Linked DNA regions of Sus scrofa: region 1 is linked to region 2. The links are chromatin contacts, called in public Hi-C maps. All regions are on one chromosome and are shown on one strand. The core of a region is the stretch at or near the end of the contact, and the rest is flanking DNA. Distances in the headings are between cores, read along the strand shown. Region 1 overlaps PLA2G4A (cytosolic phospholipase A2). Region 2 overlaps PLA2G4A (cytosolic phospholipase A2).

Evidence for each region. A called contact is a pair of places that touch in the nucleus more often than the background predicts.
Region 1: a Hi-C map of embryonic fibroblasts shows a contact between it and region 2, with 2.3 times the contacts expected there. The contact joins two enhancer-like sites. A contact is called at or near these places in 1 of 47 Hi-C or Micro-C datasets (embryonic fibroblasts) and 1 of 2 datasets of contacts at active chromatin or transcription factors (skeletal muscle).

What each region holds. Positions count from the first base shown.
Region 1 is chr9:128,148,135-128,152,297 of Sscrofa11.1, forward strand. The region is part of intron 20 of PLA2G4A (cytosolic phospholipase A2); the gene reads left to right. Among named protein-coding and RNA genes, the nearest start is that of PTGS2, 290 kb to the left of the region's middle. Within about 2 kb of position 1,302, at least 21 of the 83 cell types and tissues checked have an H3K27ac peak or open chromatin away from gene starts, as enhancers often do. A contact at or near this core is called in embryonic fibroblasts, where this site is marked.
Region 2 is chr9:127,928,577-127,932,204 of Sscrofa11.1, forward strand. All of the region lies in intron 6 of PLA2G4A (cytosolic phospholipase A2), which reads left to right. Among named protein-coding and RNA genes, the nearest start is that of PTGS2, 72 kb to the left of the region's middle. Within about 2 kb of position 2,280, at least 11 of the 83 cell types and tissues checked have an H3K27ac peak or open chromatin away from gene starts, as enhancers often do. A contact at or near this core is called in embryonic fibroblasts, where this site is marked.

The DNA of each region.
Region 1 (4,163 bases), core at 52-2,551, 220 kb after region 2:
TACATAACCCCAACCTCAGCCTCTGGCTTTCTATGGCCTTCTGTGGGTGTGTGTGTGTGTGTTCTTATAAGAACATTTGTCATTGGATTTATAGCCTGTCCAGATAATCCACGGTGATCTTATCTTTAGACCCTTAGTTACATTGCAGAAACTCCTTTTCCAGATAAGTTTGCATTCACTGGTCCGAGGGTCAGGCCATGGACCTACCTTTTGGAGGGCCACCATTCAACCCACCATACCTGTACTGGTCATTGAGGATGAGCAGATACACACAACGTTAATTTTTCCTGACATATTTATGTAAACCTAGAGTAACCTCTTAGGGAAGAAGAACTAATGAGAAGTACAAAGTGCTCTATAAATTCTACACTGTTTGATATAGGAAATTATTTTCATGCCTGTTGCATTATAAACGCTTGGATCCAAATACCAGCATGCTTTTTACTGGAAATCAGAAGGGCCATAACCATGAAATAATGAATTCTAAGTTATAGTTTCTATCCATTGTATCTCATTTGCTTCAATAATTTTTGAAAATTATGTAAATTTATTTACATGATTATACTCCATACCGCTCTCTAAGCTAAAAACAGGTTTTAACTAATGAGAAACATCTTAAACACATATCCTGAGTTTATACAGAAAACAAACTCATTTCCTCTAGAGAAAAGCTAATTTATTATATTACATGTATATAAATATATTTAAATTTAAATTCAAATATATATTTAAATAAATAAAATGGCATGTATATGCCATTCACACTACAGTTTGAATATATTTCTGTTATTTAGAGTGTTTTTCCTATTCCTCCAAGATGTTTTAGTTCTCAAAAATGAGTACAAGGAGGTCCCCTTGTGGCTCAGCGGTTAACAAACCCCACTAGCATCCCTGAGGATGCGGGTTCGATCCCTGGCCTCGCTCAGTGGGTTAAGGATCTGGCATTGCTGTGAGGTGTGGTGTAGGTTGCAGACATGGCTCGGATCCCGAGTTGCTGGGGCTCTGGCGTAGGCCAGCGGCTACAGTTCTGATTGGACCCCTAGCCTGGGAACCTCCATATATGCCAGGTGCGGCCCTAAGACCAAAGAAAGAAAAAAAAAAAAAAAAAGAGCACAACCATGTTACAAAGTATCACTCTGAAGGATACTATCAAATTTTTATCTCCAGAGAAAATAAGTTTTAGTTAGTCCTATGTAAATTGAGCATGAATTCGTCTGTGGAAATCTGAAGCATATGAGTGTCAGAGAGTAACCAGACTGGACAGTGAGAACATGCTTCTGCTGTACTGCTGCAGTTTGTGGAGCAGCAGGTTTTTTTACTCACTGCATTCTTCTGGAATACTCTTTTCAAACTCGTCTGCTCTACTCATAGTTGTGTCATTGTTTCTCAGCCTTTACAAACAGAGAAATGGGCTATCAGAGAGGAGGTGGTTTTTCCGTCCGGTAATCACTGCCTTTACAGTCATTGGTTTTTAATCTCTTCCACATTAGGATCATATAAGGAAAGGGAAAGTTTCCATCACTTCCTGATTCCAGTAGAAAACATCTGTCTAAAAATAAGTTGCTCTTTCACCTCACGCAATTCCCTTTCCTCTTTCTCCACACAGCACACATCATTGGTCATACCCTTGAGTCATGTTTGTAAATACTCGAAAGCTCGCTCTTTTCCTCCTTCTCACGCAATTCCAGCGTGAACTTTTAGTTTTATTTTGATGTTGAATAATCCTTAATGAATAATTGCGAGCAGTGCTAGACAAGAAATAAGCTGAATAATAGGAAAAATCACTTAAGAGAAAAAGGTTTCTCAAGTTTCAAATAAGCAAAGTAAATATACATGAGATTGTCAGAGAAATATAATCACATTTAGCTTAACAGTTTATGAAACAGAGGCCTTAATATAAATGAAGGCCTTTGTCTTCCCAGATTTTCATTTCTCAGTAAATGGCATGGAGAGAGGCGATCAACTTAAAATTCAGGAAATTTCAGAAGCACCAAGAATAGTGAAAGGGAATTCCCATCGTGGCTCAGTGGTTAACGAATCCGACTAGGAACCATGAGGTTGCAGGTTCGATCCCCGGCCTTGCTCAGTGGGTTAAGGATCCGGTGTTGCTGCGAGCTATGGTGTAGGTTGCAGACGAGGCTCGGATCCCACGTTGCTGTGGCTCTGGCGTAGGCCGGCGGCTACAGCTCCAATTGGACCCCTAGCCTGGGAACCTCCATATGCCGTGGGAGTGGCCCTAGAAAAGACAAAAAAAAAAAAAAAAAAAGTTTTTTTTCTCTAAATTTAAGGTGTTGTTTTAAACACTTATTTTCTGAGATACAGATGACTGAATTTTTTAAAAATTGGAGTTCTCCTTGTGGCTCAGCAAGTTAAGAGCCCCACATAGTGTCTGTGAGGTTGTGGATTCTATCCTTGGCCTTGCTCAGTGGGTTAAGGATCCTACGTTGCCATGCCCGTGGTGTGGGCCTGCAGCTGCAGCTCTGATTTGATCCTTGTTCTGGGAATGTCCATATGCCATGGGTGAAGTCATAAAAAGAAAATATATATATATAAATTATATATATGTAATATATATGTATATATATATATTATCTCATTTAATCCTCACAGCAATGCTCATGAAGATAATAGTAGTAACTTTATTTTACAACTCATTCATTTACAAATGAGTTGATGAGAAGTAAGAAACGGCTGACCTGTAGATAAAATGAGGTCAAAAGTCTGCTACTTCAGGGATAGTACCCAACATGGTCCATGTTTGTTTGTTGCTATTTATGATCCCATGGTGTGGTGTGATCAGAAGCGTATCACTGCATACTCCAGCCCACAAAAGAATTCCTTTGCTGCTAAGCTCTGGTGTTAAGCAGTTTGTCTCAGATCACTCAGCAAAGATGGGCTGACATTTCAGATGGCACAGCCTAGGCACAATGCCATGCATCATGCTCCCTGCCTCTTTCATGCTGCGCTATAATATCTGTTATTTGTCTTTCCCATTGATTTATAATCTCCAAGCGTCCAAGGACAGCCTCTGTCTTATCCCTTGAACATAGCGGATGCTCAGTCATAACACGGAATGAATTAAGCACTCTGAGGCAATAATCCAGGTCTACTGCAAAATCTCACAGCAAATAAACACTTTTTTCATGACATTTGCCACAGTTTTAAACCTGAAGGCTTATTTGCTTCCTTTCTTTCACCCACCAGGCTATATAAAATCACAGAATAGCAAGAGGTTATTTCACTGTTACGTTCCCACCTCCTGGCATGAAGCTTAGATCAGGACCTAGTAATTGTCATCAAATGCATCAGTAACAGAAGTAGCTTAAAAAGCTTAAGATTGTACTGATCATTTCCCTAAAACTTCCCCTCTCTAGGGCTTTCCCTAATACCATTCCTGCCTCTCTTCCTTTTTTCCCTCTTTTCTTTCTTCACTTTTTTTTTTCCCTTCCATCTCTTTCCCTCTCTTTATTGGCATTTATTTATCAAACATCTGTATGGTTTTATTTACAGGCATGGTCCTAAATACTGCTCTCATATTAACTTAATTCTAATGGCAATCTTATTAAATGGGTATCACATTATCCTCCTCACTTTATATGTGAGGATAGCAAGTGTGGCAACATTAAGGCAATCGTCTGCCGCCCCAGAGCTTGTACTTTAATTCGGGCAATCTGGCCCCTGTGCTTTTCTCATCACCACGGTCTGCTTCTTATTCGTCCCCCTTGCCCTTAAGCTGCATTTCGATAGAAATCAGCTGTGTTCGGTGCACCTCGCTGTATTGATTTATGTTCTCGAGTTTCAATTTAATGATTTTTTTGTGCTTAGCCACTGTGTTCGTCAGCCTTGATGCGGAAACAAACCTAAAAAATCTCCGTAGTCAACAGCAGACAGCAAACGTGTATTTCTTGGTCATGTTACGTGTCTGCAGATGCAAATCAGCCTCTCTGGCTGTGTGCCACTGCTTCTCTCATCCCCGTGGGATGTATAATCCTTTTACCCGGAAAGGCGTAAAAATGTGGAAACAGTCACCCAGTGGGCCACGTGCCTTCACTAACTCTCGGTTCTTCTGCGGGGTGACTCTGGGCCACTGCACACATAATAACAAATGAGGCCGGAAGCTCAGCTTCTTGTCATAAACAAAAGCAGAAAATAAAGTAGATTCA
Region 2 (3,628 bases), core at 1,030-3,529:
TGCATAAACAAATTTCATTACTTCAACGTTTAAAATTTAATGAGCATCATGGTCCACTAATGTTTTCTTTAAATATGATTAGTATTTTTCTCCTTTGCTGTGTTTACAGAATTCTCATGAGATCTTATTCTCTTTGGACTCAACAATTTGATTAGTTGTCTCCCTCTTGCTGTGAGATTAACATATCTATGAATGTTTGAAAATAGACCCTGTAGCCAGAATCTGATTTTTGTCTTGAAACATCTTATAAAGCTGGATGATGTACCCCAAAATATGTGGAAGGACGAAGACTGAGAAATCATTTATTTTGTAAAACAACTTATAGTAGAAGAATCTCTGCATAGTACCATTCTTTCACATTTAATCATTGAAAACTGTTTTAGAATAGCTTGAAAATCAAGCAAATTCACTGATTTGTGTTATTCCATAGCAACCCAACACTAAAGAAAATACTGAACCGAGAGGCTTGTGCCCACAAATAACCTTGCCTCTGCCTTGGGGAATCCTACGAAATTCCAGAAACATGAGCCGATGCTTTAGTAACTATAACAATGTTATCAAATACAAACACACAAGGCGTTCTTTTCCAAAGTGAGTCTACAAACATTGGGATTTCCTACTCAAGAGTGTTTTCATTGGAGAGAGCTTCAACAGGGTGAAAAGTTTAAACAGTGCCGCACCCTCGGCACATGGAGGTTCCCAGGCTAGGGGTCCAATCGGAGCTGTAGCCGCCAGCCTAGGCCAGAACCACAGCAACGCGGGATCCAAGCCACGTCTGTGACCTATACCACAGCTCACCACAACGCTGGATCCTTAACCCTCTGAGCAAGGCCAGGGCTCAAACCCACAATATCATGGTTACTAGTTGGGTTCCTTAACCACTGAGCCACGATGGGAACTCCCACAATAGGATTTTGAAGTCTCAATATCACATCCTCTGTTTTTCTTTTCTTACTGTGACTTACTTTATGATGTAGTAACTCATCAGGCCTCTTCATGCCTCAGAAGACAATAGTGCTGTGATTTTGAGTTGTATCTTTATTTTTGAGGTTACCACCAGAGACAAAGTACTAAAAAAAAAAAGCCATATTAAATAAGATATGAATTTGTGGTTATTGTTGTTCTGTTTATAAGGAAGCTTTAGAAAAGGTGAAACTATGGTGACAGAAAGCACCTTAGGGGTTGCCCAGGGCTGGGGTTGGGAGCAGAAGTTTCTGCAGAAGGGAAGAGGGATCTTTCTGAGGGGATGGAAGTGTTCTCAGATGGGCTGGGCTGTGATGACAGGTGCACCGCACAACTGCATGCATATACCCAAGGCCACCGAACCCAGTACTAAGAGTGGTATCTAAATCATACCTCCATAAAGAGGCAGTCTTTCTGCAGCTCCCCTTCCCTCATTGGAAAGGCTAAGTCTTCACCATGGCCCCCAAGGCCTGGTGTGATCTGGCCCCCTCCCTGCCTCTCTGTGCTCACTTCTCTCCCCTCATGCACCCGCCCCTCCCCCATTGGCCTCCTCACTGTACCTTCATCATTCCAGGCACCTCCCATCACCTCCCACGGCAGAGCTTTGGCTCTGGCTGTTCTCCTCCCCCCAAACACTCTTCCCCAGGTGTCTGCAGAGTCCCTCTCTCACATTCTTCGGGTCTGTCACTCTCAGAGAAGTCCTTCCAGAACACCCTATTTAAAAGACAGAAATTCCCGTCGTGGCACAGTGGTTAACGAATCCGACTGGGAACCATGAGGTTGCGGGTTCCATCCCTGGCCTTGCTCAGTGGGTTGAAGATGCGGCGTTGCCGTGAGCTGTGGTGTAGGTCGCAGACACGGCTCGGATCCCGTGTTGCTGTGGCTGTGGTGTAGGCCGGCAGCTACAACTCTGATTAGACCCCTAGCCTGGGAACCTCCATATGCCTTGGGAGCGGCCCTAGAAAAGGCAAAAAGACAAAAAAAAATAAATAAAAGACAACCCTCCTACCCATCCCCCCTTGCTCCCCACCCCCCCTCCCCAAATATCTTTCTTTCCATGGCCCTTATCGCCATCCGAGCTGCTGTGTATTTCCCTTATTTACCTTGTTCACTGTATGTCCCTGTCCACCCTCTCCCCTTCCTTCCGGAGCAGAGCTCCAAGCGGGAGGGGCCTCTGTTTTTTTCCCAGCTGTGTCTTCCAGCATTAGCACAGGATTAGCACATTAGCTGAAGGAATGAATGGCAGGGCTCTGGGTCCTGTGTCTGAGCCCATGACTACAGGCAGAGCAGGCTGGCTGGGGTGTGAGTCTGGGCCGAGCATCTGGCTGCTCTGTGCTGGGCCCCACGAGTCAGGACGGGGTAGCGGCGGCTGTGGACAGAGCAGTGACTAAGACACTGTTCTTGCTTTTGGACTTCTGTTTCCAATCTCTCACAATTCGTAGGAACATCTGCTAAGCGGCCCAGGAGGGCTGAGAAGCAGCTGAGACCCTGAGGGCCAGGCAGGGGCCAGGAGGCAGCCTGACTTTCCAGCAGGTCCTTGCTGGCTGCCAGTTTCCACCCACGATGGGCATCAGGAAATTCCATCTCAGCCTAGCTTCTGTTTCAAAGTCCATTCATTCCAGGTATACTAAGCTCTTGCTTTGCCCTTGGCTCTGAGCTTGGCAGCCCTGGGGACACAGTGCTGATGGAGTCTCTGTCCTCCTGGGGCACCTAGTCCAGTGGGAAAGACATACAAATTGGCCCCCAGATGGTGATAACCCCGGGTGGGCAGGGCTGGGTTAGGGAGCTAGTCTGGCTTCAGAGCCCAGAGGCGTCACTTGACCCAGTCTGAGGGGGTCAGAGAGACTTCTGGGGGAGAGGGTGTCTGTGATCTGTGGGACCAGGGAGGTTCAGCCAGGTAGAGGGGGGGAATGGGAAAGGTATTATGAGAGGTAGTAAGCCGCACTCTTGGAAATAAAAAAAGCTGACCCTCCTCTAGTCCAGTGCTTCTCCAGCAGGAGTGAGTCTGAGAACATTCGGCAACGTCTGGAAGCATTTTTGTTTATCACAGCTGGGGAGTGTGTGCGCTACTGATGTCCAATAAGCAGAAGCCAGGGATGTTCCCACACATGCCGCAACACACAGGACAGCCCCCCAACTCCAAATGTCAGCAGCACCAAGAGTAAGAGATCCTAGTCTAATCTGAAGACAAGTCTGGCTGCCCAAAGCCTTGATATGCTCAAGAGTTTGTTCTTTATCCGCAAGGCAGAGATAGGCTTGAAAGGTTTTAAGCAGAGATAGGACAAGAGAAGATTCTAGGTGTGTCTGGAAACTCATGGCTGTCAGGGCATCTTGAGCCCTGGTCTCTCTGACCCTACCTCCCAACCTCCTGCAATAAACAACGGAACTTCAGAGGAGGAGAGACTTCCTTTCAGCAAGCCTGGGAAGCCCCTGAGGACAGGGAGGAGAGCACTAAGGTGATAAGACATTTCTTAGGCTGCCTCCAGGACAGGCCCAGGTTGGGGTGGTGGAAAGATTCAGGTATGCCGGGCTCTTTCATAACAGTCTTATCGTGGCATCCTCCCCAGGTGACATTACTTGACCTTTCTCAGGGCTCCGTCAGTCCCTGGCACAGTCCTTTTTCACCACCCTAGTCCTCTAGAACTTTTAAGTCTGTTTATACATG